Regions from separate parts of the Mus musculus genome. Here regions 1 and 2 are each linked to region 3. Evidence: chromatin contacts called from public Hi-C and HiChIP or PLAC-seq data. All regions are on one chromosome and are shown on one strand. The core of a region is the stretch at or near the end of the contact, and the rest is flanking DNA. Distances in the headings are between cores, read along the strand shown.

Region 1 (3,869 bases), core at 731-3,230, 480 kb after region 3:
TTCTCATGCCAAAAGTTCCCATCCTGGTTGGAATGTATATACCAAGCAATCTGGTTTGGGTCAGCTTCCATTCCATATTGTGTTAATGAAGCACTATCCAGCAATTAGCATGCACAGTGCCACTCCGGCCAGGCAGATAGGCAAGCCCTAAGAAACAGAGCAGTTTGTTTCAAAAATGATTTCTGCCCAAGCAGTACAAGGATGGAATTGTAGAAGAAGCTACGAGTTCTAATCAGTCCAAGAAAACACAAAAAACAAAAAACAAAAAAACAAAAATTCTTTCCCATTTCACCCTTTTCATTTCCTTTCTTATCCCACAGCAGAACCATTCATGGAAAGCTGAAAAATAAAAAGCATGAGGCCATATGTTTTAAATGAACTAAATTGGTGTGATTAGCCAGCAAATTAATTTGCAGTGGGTAATCATTTAAGGAAATTAAGATACCACTTTAGCACAGCCCCGTGCTTCACCATGAGCAAGCTTTCTTTAAAGCTCTGTGGAATGTGTGCTTCTGGAGCTTTGGAGCTACAGTGCTCAGCTTACAGGACAAAGCAGGGCAGTAACTTAGGCGTAGTTTTGCTGAGGCAAAGCAAAACATTCCATAAGTGAAGTAGCTACTTTGTTTTGAAACTAAACTTTGATTATTGGAATACTGTGCTCATTTTCAACGCCCCCCAAACAACAACAACAACAACAACAACAACAACAACAACAAGTCCTCAATTCACTTCAGTAACAATCTTTGTTTCTGTGAAATTATTGGTTTTAGGTGGAGTCTCCTCTAAATGATACTGCATGAGAATAAAATATCTTTAATTGTAACTAATGGTCTGAAAAGGATGCAGAGATCTCTTAAAAATCAAATTACTTGTTCGTTAAATCGTTTAGAATGTATGAATGCATATTATTGTAATTCATAATAGTAAAAGACTCTCTCCCCATTTTAATTTACCTCAAAAAAATACGGTAGTCCTACAAAATAGAATAAAAACAAAAATATCCCAGCCTCCTAGGATAGTTTGATTTCTAAATTGTTTAGGGAAGGTGATTTAATTGGAATAAAAGGACTGTATTTCGCTGGTTTGGAATCGCATGTTTTTACTTAGTTACCAGTTGCAAAATAGTGGCCTCTCCGCATCCGTTTAAAATGCATCTCCCTCAGTACAAGATTGGAGTTGACTGATGATCAATTTAAAGGATTTATAATCCGAAGTAATTGTGCGGGTTGGCATCTAGGCCTGGCTCTCAGGTAATTCGCTTGGGCCTGAGAGGTCACTAACCGCCGGTTAAGATGGAATCTCCTTTTTTTTCCAATGGGTAATGATGGGAAGGGGCTAATCTATTCCAGTAGCTGAAACTTTGTAGCTGGCCCTTTATCTTGACTGGGCTAATCCTCAGCTGGAGGATTTCTCCCTACCCTGTTGGCATCGAAATTTCAGGGAAGATGCCTCGTTTTAACTGCCAGCCATGCCTGGCTTCCAGTCGACTTCAACGCCGGGTAGGACTGTTCTAGTGTCTGCGATTGAGGGCGAACGGAACAGGGGCTCTGTAAGATCTGTTTGCCAACTGCGCTGAATCTGGAGAAACAAGCCCGGCGAGCCACAAATCATACACGGCGGAGGTTCTCCAGAGTGGAACAAATTTCCAGACTCGCATTATCTCACAGCTCTGTGGGAGAGAGGGCCTCCACTTACCGGCTACCGGAGAGAGAACGGCTGTCTCCCCGTCCCACCGCTTCCCAGGGTGACTGCCAGGCGGCCGAGGCTCGGGCTGCACAGCCAGCGCCGTGGAGCGGGTCTGGGTGGAACTGCGGGGATCTTGAGGGTGCCAAGTTCCGAGAGGGTCCACGCGGGGGGCTGCTAAAGCTAGCGGGCGCCGGCAGTTTCTGTCTGCTGCTCTCCGGCTTTCTCTCTCGGTCTCGCACTCTCTCTCCCCTCCCTCGCTCTCATCCCTCTCTCTTCCCTCCGCTCCGACTCCGTGTGCGGAGTGTCGTGACGTCAGCAGAGATTCCACCAAACTCCAGTGCACAGTGGCGCGCGGGCGGGCGGCCGAGCCTGCTGTACGCTGGGCGATCAAGGGGCGAGCACAGCCTTGGGCCACTGCGGGGGTGGGGGAGCGTGCAGGGGCGATCGAGGGGACAGGGGACCACTAGGGCTGAGAAGTGAGGCCCAGGGGCCCAGGAGACTGCGGTCCCGGACAGAACCCAGGAGGGAGGAGCGGAGGATCAGGGGCCGGAGGCAACTACCGACCGACAGGAGCTGACCAGTGGCAGGAGCTAGCACTCAAGCTGGGGAGCAGGATGGTGGGGATGGTAGGAAAGGGACAAGGATGGAATGGACGGAGAAAAAACGGTTGTGCGTCAAACCCCTTCTAAATCTGAGTGGGAGGGCCAGAGCCTGGGGAGACAGAAACCTATTCGCGCGGAGCAAAGTCTGGGTGGCTTACGAGGAAGGGACTAGCAAAGTGGCCCATGAAATGAAACAAAGGGCAGTGTGGCTTGGTTTGATCCGGGTGAGGCTTTCGAAGTGTGGATGTGAGTGTGCGCGCGCGTGACCTCCTTTCAGGCCCGCGGAGTAGAGGAAAGCTGGTTACTGTACTGATTGTCTACAGGGGCAGTGGGAGGGAATTGAGGGATCCACAGAGGGCAGCACTGAAGGTGGGTGGATGGATGGGGTGGCAAAGAGAAGATGATGACTGGGAGAAGTTAGAAAAATAGGGTGAGCTAGCGGCAGAAGGTGGGAGAGCCACAGCCGATAGGTGTGTGTGGGGGGGATGAAAGAAGGGAGGGAAGGAGAGAGAAAGAAAGAAAGAAAAAGGGGTAAGGAAGGGAGAGAGGGAGGGAGAGAGGGAGGGAGGGAGAGAGGGAGGGGGAGGAGGAGGAGGAGGAGGAGGAGGAGGAGGAGGAGGAGGAGGAGGAGGAGGAGGAGGAGGAGGAGGAGGGAGATATTACCAGACGATGACCGGAGGGAGGCCTGAACTACAGTAAGGCAAGGGCTAGGTCACGGTGGTGTCTGAGGTCAAGACGGGTGGATCAGAGTGGAAGAGCGCAGGTAGACAGGGCCACACACCGGCCAGTGTGTCGGCATGGGATCTCTTGCTCAAGTCTGGGACTCTCAGAGTCTAGAATTTCCTCTGCTGTACCTACACTCAACAAGTTCACCCCGGGTCGCGGATATCTCATTTTTTAAAATGACGAGGTTAAGGTTCCTGACTGAGAGTGGTATTAAATTGCACCGGGATGGGGGTGGGGAAGGAGAAGGAAGTTCCCCCCCATATGAGCGAATGTTCTTGAAAGTCCAGAGTATGTAAGGCTGAAAGGGGCCTTTCCTAGTCTACAAGTGGGTCCTACTTCTAATTTCATATTTTCTGATTTCCTAATGCGTCTGTACTTTGGAAACGAACAGGATATTTTGGCAGGGTCTTGCCTTTGCGTGGAAGGGCTATAAATATGATTCGCCTGGAAGACCAGGAGTGAAGGCTTCTGCCAGACATATGGGACAAAGTTCTTTCAATCTCAAGTGCATCCCTTCAAGATATGTTTTAGGAAAATATCAGAAAATAGCTGTACCTCATGGTTTGGCGTTTTTCTCACCAATATTAAACCTTGCCTGGGAACAAAACCCAACCAGACCCGCCATTAAACTGCATTTCTCCTTGGTCCCTAATTCTCCTTGGTCCCTAATAGAAAATAAAGTCCCCTCTAAAATTCATACAGCTTTTCTTCCTAAATCAGCACACCAGTTCATGCAATTTGAGGAAGATAATGCTGACTCCTCTGAAGGATGCCCACGGGATGTATACACAAGAAAAGTTAACCCAGGGCTACCGCACACACGCCGAGTTTCCTTTGAATCTGGAGGCTGTTTGG
Region 2 (4,031 bases), core at 1,188-3,687, 290 kb after region 3:
AAGCAGAGAGAGAATTTACTTTTTTTTTCTTTTTTTTTTTCCATTTTTTATTAGGTATTTAGCTCGTTTACATTTCCAATGCTATACCAAAAGTCTCCTATACCCACCCACCCTCACTCCCCTACCCACCCACTTCCCCTTTTTGGCCCTGGCGTTCCCCTGTACTGGGGCATATAAAGTTTGCAAGTCCAATGGGCCTCTCTTTCCAGTGATGGCCAACTAGGCCATCTTTTGATACATATGCAGCTAGAGTCAAGAGTTCCGGGGTACTGGTTAGTTCATAATGTTGTTCCATCTATAGGGTTCAGATCCCCCCAGCTCCTTGGGTACTTTCTCTAGCTCCTCCATTGGGAGCCCTGTGATCCATTCATTAGCTGACTGTGAGCATCCACTTCTGTGTTTGCTAGGCCCCGGCATAGTCTCACAAGAGACAGCTACATCTGGGTCCTTTCAACAAAATCTTGCTAGTGTATGCAATGGTGTCAGCGTTTGGATGCTGATTATGGGGTGGATCCCTGGATATGGCAGTCTCTACATGGTCCATCCTTTCATCTCAGCTCCAAACTTTGTCTCTGTAACTCCTTCCATGGGTGTTTTGTTCCCACTTCTAAGGAGGGGCATAGTGTCCACACTTCAGTCTTCATTTTTCTTGAGTTTCATGTGTTTAGGAAATTGTATATTATATCTTGGGTATCCTAGGTTTTGGGCTAATATCCACTTATCAGTGAGTACATATTGTGTGAGTTCCTTTGTGAATATGTTACCTCACTCAGGATGATGCCCTCCAGGTCCATCCATTTGGCTAGGAATTTCATAAATTCATTCTTTTTAATAGCTGAGTAGTACTCCATTGTGTAGATGTACCACATTTTCTGTATCCATTCCTCTGTTGAGGGGCATCTAGGTTCTTTCCAGCTTCTGGCTATTATAAATAAGGCTGCTATGAACATAGTGGAGCATGTGTCCTTCTTACCAGTTGGGGCATCTTCTGGATATATGCCCAGGAGAGGTATTGCTGGATCCTCCGGTAGTACTATGTCCAATTTTCTGAGGAACCGCCAGACTGATTTCCAGAGTGGTTGTACACGCCCTCAGAAGTCTTAAGAGCACCCCCCAAACTTCCTGTAACAGGAGGTTCAAACCACAAGCCTGGCCAAGGGAAAAAGGATAGGAGGGGTCTTTATACCCCTTTGAGACTTCTTGTTTATAGTAATCAAATCCATTTTTAAAAAGATTTATTTATTTATTATATGTACATACACTGTAGCTGTCTTCAGACACACCAGAAGAGGGCAACAGATCTCATTACAGGTGGTTGTGAGCCACATGTGGTTGCTGGAATTTGAACTCAGGACCTCCGTAAGGGCAGTCAGTGCTCTCTCTTGACTGCTGAGCTATCTCTCCAGTCCTCCCAAATCCATTTTTTTATTGACATTGAAGTAAACCTGTTATTTATACACAGGAAAAGAAAACAGAAGCACTTGACAGAAATGGCGAAGCCTACCTCCCATTTGGTCCTAGGCTTTCCTCTGGGTCCTTTATATGCAGAGTGGTCTAGTTCTACTCTCTGACCAAGGTGTTTGTACTGGCTGGTTTTGTGTCAACTTGACACAGCTGGAGTTATCACAGAGAAAGGAGCTTCAGTTGAGGAAATGCCTCCATGAGATCCAACTGTAAGTCATTTTCTCAATTAGTGATCAAGGGGGAAAGGCCCTTTGTGGGTGGGACCATCTCTGGGCTGGTAGTCTTGGGTTCTATAAGAGAGCAGGCTGAGCAAGCCAGGGGAGGCAAGCCAGTAAAGAACATCCCTCAATGGCCTCTGCATCAGCTCCTGCTCCCTGGCCTGCTTGAGTTCCAGTCCTGACTTCTTTCAGTGATGAACAGCAATGCGGAAATGTAAGCCAAATAAACCCTTTCCTCCCCAACTTGCTCCTTGGTCATGATGTTTGTGCAGGAATAGAGACCCTAAGACAATGTTGCTTTCTCCCCATTGTGTGAGATGTAACTGACGTCCCTGAGAGGCTAATAAATGTCCTTCAGGTCTTACAGAGTAGAGTCGGGATCCAGTCCCTGGCTTGATTTCAAAGTCCATGCTCTTCCCACCACAGCCCCACAATGTCCCCTTCTTGTTAGGGAGGAAAACACAGATGTGTGGGGCTGTGGGTATAGGGGAAGAGGGGGGAGGGAGAGAGCCCGTGTCTGACCAGAGTTCCTGTGCTCTGGGCAGGCGAACTCAGGAGGACTGCTGGACGCTTTTCCCCGGTGGGCATCTGGCTGTATGAAGTCACTGGACCCCACTTGATGGGGGGTGGACAAGGGGCAGCCCCCGATACCAGGGTTCCCGGGGTGACACTCTCGGCCCCAGAGATATGGGAGAGAGGGCAAGGGGAAAGGTTCCCACGCAGACGAGAGTTCTTAGTTTCGGTTTGTGGCTGGACACGGAAAGCCTTCTGAGGGGAGGTTAGACACGGCTCATTAGGAGAAAGCCTAGCTGATCATCCAAGCACAGTGGACCTTGACGAACAGAGACAGTCTATAATTTTAGAGCTGTATTGTAGAAAGGCAGGGAGAACGGAGAGAAGGTGGGGGGGGGGGGGGAGTGACCATGGCCAAGAGAAGGGAAGGGGAAACGAGAGAGAGAAAGAAGAAAGGCTAGAGAAGAGTAAGAGGTTAGAAAGAGAGAGCGAGGAGAGAGAGTAAGGGGGAGAGTAAGGGGGAGAGTAAGGGGGAAAGTAAAAGCTTAAGAGAGCGAGGAGGGGCCAAGCAGCCCCTCATATAGTGGTCTTGCTGTTGCTAGGTAACTGGGAGGCGTCTAGCCTGAAGGTCCAGGAGACATGAGGGAACATCTTCTGTCCCATGTAGGTGGGAATTACCATCACGGGTTCTACCGGGGTTCAGACCTCAACTCGACTGGAGATCAGCCTGTCTGTGAATAGCCCATTGCCCCACACAGATGTAAAATTCTCAACAGTGTCTGCAGGGGCTTTGCTCATTTCCCTTTGATCAGTTCTATCGTCCAGCAAGTGGGTAGCCGCACCCATTCCCTGACCTGTCTCCAGTCTGCAGCTGGTGGACCCCTCCAGCTCCATCCCCACTCTCCAACTCCGTCCCCACTCTCTACTGTCTCTACTTTTCACCTCAGCACTCCATCTTGTGGGAAAACTGCACTGAGAGTGAGCTGCCCACCCTGGGGCCAAGCTCCTTCTATTGATGCGGCATTTCCCAACCTTCAGCAAAATGGAGGGTCGAGCATTTGCTTGTGCCTGTTAGAAAACGACAGTTTGATCGGGTATATTTTTAAAGGGCACACGGATTTTAAGGAGCAGAAAGAGCATTAGAATCTCCACCTTGTCACTTGTTAACACATTTCACATTTCGTTCTTTGTGGCCAAACTGCCCTTCCAAGCCTCCCTTCTGTGCTGTCAGCCCACTTGCCTGTGAATAGCTCTGTGGCCCCTTTCCCAGAAAACGTCAGACTGTCATTTTGACGTACAAGGTAAGGAAATGACCTTTCCCCAATTAGCTCATTCATTTAACATTGTCGGGATGATGTTTAGCCAAGCTATTTGCTGCCCCTCTTCAGGTCACTGTATAGCTAGGTCCAAACGTGTATAAAATTCTTGACTCACTTTGAAAAACCCTATCTATCATGAAGTTTTCTGGATTCCTCAGCTTAGGGAGTCCTGACTAACCCTTCTCTCCTCAAACTAAACCATGTCTCTTGCCCGGAGGAAGCTGTCCAGCTAGCACAGCTGTGACCCCTGGGAACAAAAGCTCTTTTAAGATGGGCTACTGGCAAAACAGTGATTGAAGCTATCATCCCCATCTCACACCAAAGTGGATCCCAGGGAGGATGACATGTTGCAATCAAGCATTCCTGACCAAAATATAGGGGAACAGTCACTGGCCTTCTGAGTGAAGGAAGACTTTATAAGTTAAGAAGAAAGAAGAAAGGGAGAGAGAGAGAGGGAGAGAGAGAGAGAGAGAGAGAGAGAGAGAGAGAGAGAGAGAGAGGAAGAAAGCCAAAATAT
Region 3 (4,394 bases), core at 1,628-4,127:
CTTTATCTCAGGACTCGGAAGCAGCTATCAAACCCCCCAAAGAACCCTTGTGATGAGCCAAGCGGAAGTGTGAGCAGCAGCGGACCCAACAGCAGCAGCGGGGCAGCTGTGGCTTCTTGTCCCCAACCTTGGGTAGTGTTATCAGTACATGAGCTATGAATTGCTTGATAAGTATTCTTACTCATTGTCTTCTTCCTTCCTGATGTTCAGAGAAACTGAACTCTGTTCCAGCTGCCAACTGCTCTCAAAATGTCTTTTAGCCTTAGTGCCCAGCCAGTCTTCAACAAGTGTTTAACCTCTGGGCCTCTCATCTTCTTCTGTATAACTCTAAGATCCAGCTTCATAAACGCCATGTGATTTAGGACCCGGGCAGTGCTCAGTTCCTTGAGGTCTCATGACTTTGTGGATAGCTAAATTCCCTTCATGGCGCTTGACAGGCTATAGAGAATTAGATTGCACATTTAATTAATCTCATTTAAATCATAACAGGGGAGAAATGGTTTCTGCATGTGTGTCTCTTTTAAATAAAAAAAATTTAATTTTAAAAAAATCAAAATTCCATGCTGCAGTAGCAAGCAGCTTGTTGGCTCTGAACTTCATTCAGAAGCCAGGGCTGCTGAGCTGTGTGTCCCGTCCCCCCCAGCTGTCATAACTGCCGTCCACACCAACTGCCGCTGCACACGTCAGAGAGAGCTGGGGAGAACCCAGTTCCCAAACCCGGAGGAGAAGCAGCAAAAACAAATCTGCTCCTATCAGCTGCCGTCCACCGCAGCCAGAGCCCTGGAGCTTGGGCGCTTCTTTCTAGCAGAGAGGCACATGGTTGGAAGATTTGCAGTGTGCATCTTGGCTGGAGCTAGAAATAAGGAGCCTATGCCCTCACACAGCAGGCCGCTATATTGACTCTGCAATACGTCATTGCAGAAAGACCACTGAGGAGGAGGAGACTAAGGGTGACGAGTGTTGTGAAGAATGGAAAGGGAGAGAAAACAGCTCCTGAGAGTCACCCTCATCCCCAACATCACTGTCCCTATCCCCTGATTGACTCCACTCACTAAACCTCCCTACCCTTCCCTTGATGAGAAAGATAGGTACAGATTTTTTTTTTTTCTATGCTCTTTACTGTTGAGTTCTAGGTCCTCCCTGTGGAGGGCTCCTTTCTGAACTACACAGAAGTCCAAACCTTGGGGCAGTCCTTCACCCGGTCACTTACTGATAAGGAAAGACTTTGCCGGCCTGGGTCCTGTGCCCAGAGCATGGCCTACTTCTGTTCTTCCTCTTTCTGTTTGATTTCTTTTAATACCTAACCTGTCTGGCCTGAGTGCAGGCCAGTCGGCTCTGCTCAGCCTGCATTGCAAGTGTGCCGTGAGTCTGAACCATGCAAACAATGACAAAAATGGTTTGTTGAGTAAAGAGAAGTGCTGTTGTGCTTATCTGGGCCTCTCTCAGCACTCTGCCTTCTGAGCTGCCACCTATGAAAGAACAGCTTGGGGATCCCTGCAAGATAGTAGTTACCCATACTCACTAGCGGTCGTAATTACCTGGGACTTGATAGCATGCTTAAATGAATTATATATAGACACATACACACACATACACACAAACAGCGGTAGCCCAAACCCACATATATGGCCTGGCTGATGGGCAAGTACTGGTGATACCTAAGGACACTTGTATAATTTGCAGCAAAACAGGACCCTCTATGGATCCAAGATTCTTTTTTTTTTAAAGATTTATTTATTATTATATCTAAGTACACTGTACTAAGATCACGGACTACTCTTCCAAGGACTGGGGCTTGATTTCTTGCACCCATTTGCTGGCTTATAGCCAGCCATCTGTAACTCCAGTTCCAGGGGATCCAGTGCCCTCTTCTGGTCTCCATGGGCATCAGGCATACACACATACACAGATAGATATACATGCAGCCACAACACCTGTACACATACATGGTAAAACTGTAAAAAGGAAAATGTACGTTTAGCTGGAGACAGTTGACAAGGCGTTTCTTTCCAGCTTCACCTTCTGTGTGGGTGAGCTCGACTACGGTTGAAGGTTTATCAAGGTGGCTTCTAGATCACAGCAGTTATCCTCTGAACCCTTTGCTTTTCTGTTCTGCAGTTTGTGGTCCTAGAGAAACACCAAGACCCCAAGAATGGGAGTCTGCCTGCGGATGGTACGAATGGTGCAGTAGTAGATGCTGGCCTGTCTCCCTCCCTGCAGCTCGGTGAGTCGGTATTTTACCTTGATCAAAAGTGTTTTCCAGCCGGGTGGTGGTGCCAGTGCACACCTTTAAACCCAGCACTTGGGAGGCAGAGGCAGGTGGATTTCTGAGTTTGAGGCCAGCCTGGTCTACAGTGTGAGTTCCAGGACAGCCAGGGCTATACAGAGAAACCCTGTCTCAAGGAAAAAAAAAAAAAAAGTGTTTTCCACTGAGAAATGTCATCTAGTCACAAAAGGCCATTGGCCTTGTCTAAGCTGAGTGAGCCCTGGGAGGCACTGACACCACGAGAGAAACACATTTGATTGCATCTCCTCTTCTCTTAGCCCCTGAGCTGCTTAGGACTGCAGGCTATCCCTAGTGTTGGTTCTCAGTCGTTGCTTCGAGTGTAGCTCCCCCGGGGATGGAAATAGCTCTCCCCAAACAGGTTCCGTGGCCTGGAGGGAGTGTTCTTATTGATGAAAGTTGATCTGGCTTTGTTCTAGGGATTTCAGCATATTCTAGTCTTACCGGGAGCTAACCCTCAGCCAGGCTCTAGGCTGAGAAGTCCAGTCAGACCACTAAGGGACCATAGATCCGAGCCAAGTTCTCAAGCTCCCCTGGAGCGTACTCTGCGTCCTTTGCTGTGGTCCCTCTGCCAGGACTTGTACTGTGATCTGTCCCTTGGGTTTGGAGCTCAGATATCATTATCCTCCTTACAGCCCAGAGGGCAGCACTGAACATGCTTTGTGTCCTAAGCCATTGGGAAGGCAAAGGAAATCTTTGAGCCAATAAAAACAGGTTCCCTGCTAGTGCCAGGAGCCGGCTAAGTGTCAGTGCTACTTGTATTTCCTGATAGTTCCCATCACACACACCGCCATAATACCCTCTTCCGGTTTCCAGTAGGGAGAACCTGGGGTCTTACTACAGAAAACTCATTCTAAATTTCCATTTTGAACATGCTCTGTGCTGTAACCTAAAATACTATATTCAGAAAAAAATTATTGCATAATTTGAGCAAGACGAGTTTAATAAGGCTCATTAAGGGATTGACTGAAAACTGTAATAAATGTTTATGTATGGTGACTGTTGTCTGTATACTCTTAAAACTCAGATCTTCAATAGTTGCCGAGGTATTGTTGCCAGCACTATTAGAAGGTAAAGGGCTGTCTTGTAGTTACTACTTTTCCTTGAGCAGCCAACAACACAGGGTCCCTTTCAGAGAAAATATGCTTAGAAGAAACATGTGGTAAGATTTTGCAACTTAACCCAAAGCTCAAAGATTTGACAGAAATGTAGTTATACCAGAGGTGGGGGATTCACATTGTTAGGGCAGAATGGATTAGAGCAGCAGTTCTCAACCCCTTTGGAGGTCACATACACCTAAGACTGCTGGACAGTAGTAGTGAAGGTTCATAGCAGTAGCAAAATGACAGCTGTAAAGTAGCCATGGGAACAGTGCTATGGTTGTGGGCCAGCAGAGCTTTAGGAACTGTATGGACGGCTGCAGCATTGGGAAGGCTGAGAGCGCGGGGTTTGAACATTAACACTGTTATGCACTGAGCAGCAAATGAGTTGATCCACTCCTTAGCTTCCCATGTGAGTAGTCCGACCAGCCATCGTGTTCCCACCTCATAGGTATTTACAGAGAAAGCACACACGGAGCTTGGGTGGGAGGGAGAGTGAGGAAGGAGTTGAAGGTCAGCTTTGGCTCTGAACTGGTTCTCCTAGAAAGGCGTGGAAGAAGCCTGGCAGTGGTGGCGCACGCCTTTAATCCCAGCACTTAGGAGGCAGAGGCAGGTAGATTTCTGAGTGTGAGGCGAGCCTGGTCTGCAGCATGAGTTCCAGGACAGCCAGAGCTACACAGAGAAACCCTGTCGTGAAACACACACACACACACACACAAAAGGCATGGAATCATAGTAGTAGTGTTTGAGCACAGAGACATCGTCATGGACCCCAGCCAGCACCAGTGGGTGAGGGTTAGGGAAAGAGGACCGAGCTGGGAGGAAGGAAATGTATTTCAAACCTAAACAATGTTCTAAGGCATGTATGGTCCTGATGTGGAGGTGGGGTGTACACAGGAAAGGCTAGGGAGCACTCTTAGCTCTTTGGATCATCTCAACCAACTGATGCTTTGCCAGTTTTCAAAACTGAACCCCAGGGGCTGGAGAGATGGCTTAGCGGTTAAGAGCAC

What was found. A called contact is a pair of places that touch in the nucleus more often than the background predicts. HiChIP or PLAC-seq counts read pairs in DNA pulled down with a chosen protein or histone mark.
Region 1: a contact with region 3 is called in an H3K27ac HiChIP or PLAC-seq map of embryonic stem cells, with 3 times the contacts expected there. The contact joins the promoter of Pitx2 here to the enhancer-like site in region 3. A contact is called at or near these places in 1 of 15 datasets of contacts at CTCF or cohesin (embryonic stem cells), 7 of 484 Hi-C or Micro-C datasets (cortical neurons, embryonic stem cells, myocytes and 1 more), 10 of 115 datasets of contacts at active chromatin or transcription factors (astrocytes, embryonic stem cells, extraembryonic endoderm stem cells and 2 more) and 2 of 9 other capture datasets (adipose tissue and liver).
Region 2: a contact with region 3 is called in a Hi-C map of muscle stem cells, with 2.0 times the contacts expected there. The contact joins two enhancer-like sites. A contact is called at or near these places in 1 of 39 promoter capture datasets (cranial neural crest), 2 of 484 Hi-C or Micro-C datasets (bone marrow-derived macrophages and muscle stem cells) and 2 of 9 other capture datasets (adipose tissue and liver).

The regions. Positions count from the first base shown.
Region 1 is chr3:129,197,989-129,201,857 of GRCm38.p6, reverse strand. Pitx2 (paired-like homeodomain transcription factor 2) reads right to left here and starts at 1,980. Exons shown (of 5, transcript NM_011098.4): 1 at 1,696-1,980. Gm40149 (a long non-coding RNA gene) reads left to right here and starts at 2,949. Exons shown (of 4, transcript XR_867634.2): 1 at 2,949-3,869.
Region 2 is chr3:129,391,762-129,395,792 of GRCm38.p6, reverse strand. No RefSeq gene overlaps it. Among named protein-coding and RNA genes, the nearest start is that of Gm35787, 29 kb to the left of the region's middle. Within about 2 kb of position 2,437, at least 29 of the 459 cell types and tissues checked have an H3K27ac peak or open chromatin away from gene starts, as enhancers often do. A contact at or near this core is called in muscle stem cells, where this site is marked.
Region 3 is chr3:129,678,929-129,683,322 of GRCm38.p6, reverse strand. Egf (epidermal growth factor) reads left to right here. Exons shown (of 24, transcript NM_010113.4): 22 at 12-132; 23 at 2,119-2,224. Among named protein-coding and RNA genes, the nearest start is that of 6330410L21Rik, 73 kb to the left of the region's middle. Within about 2 kb of position 2,877, at least 42 of the 459 cell types and tissues checked have an H3K27ac peak or open chromatin away from gene starts, as enhancers often do. A contact at or near this core is called in embryonic stem cells, muscle stem cells and trophoblast stem cells, where this site is marked.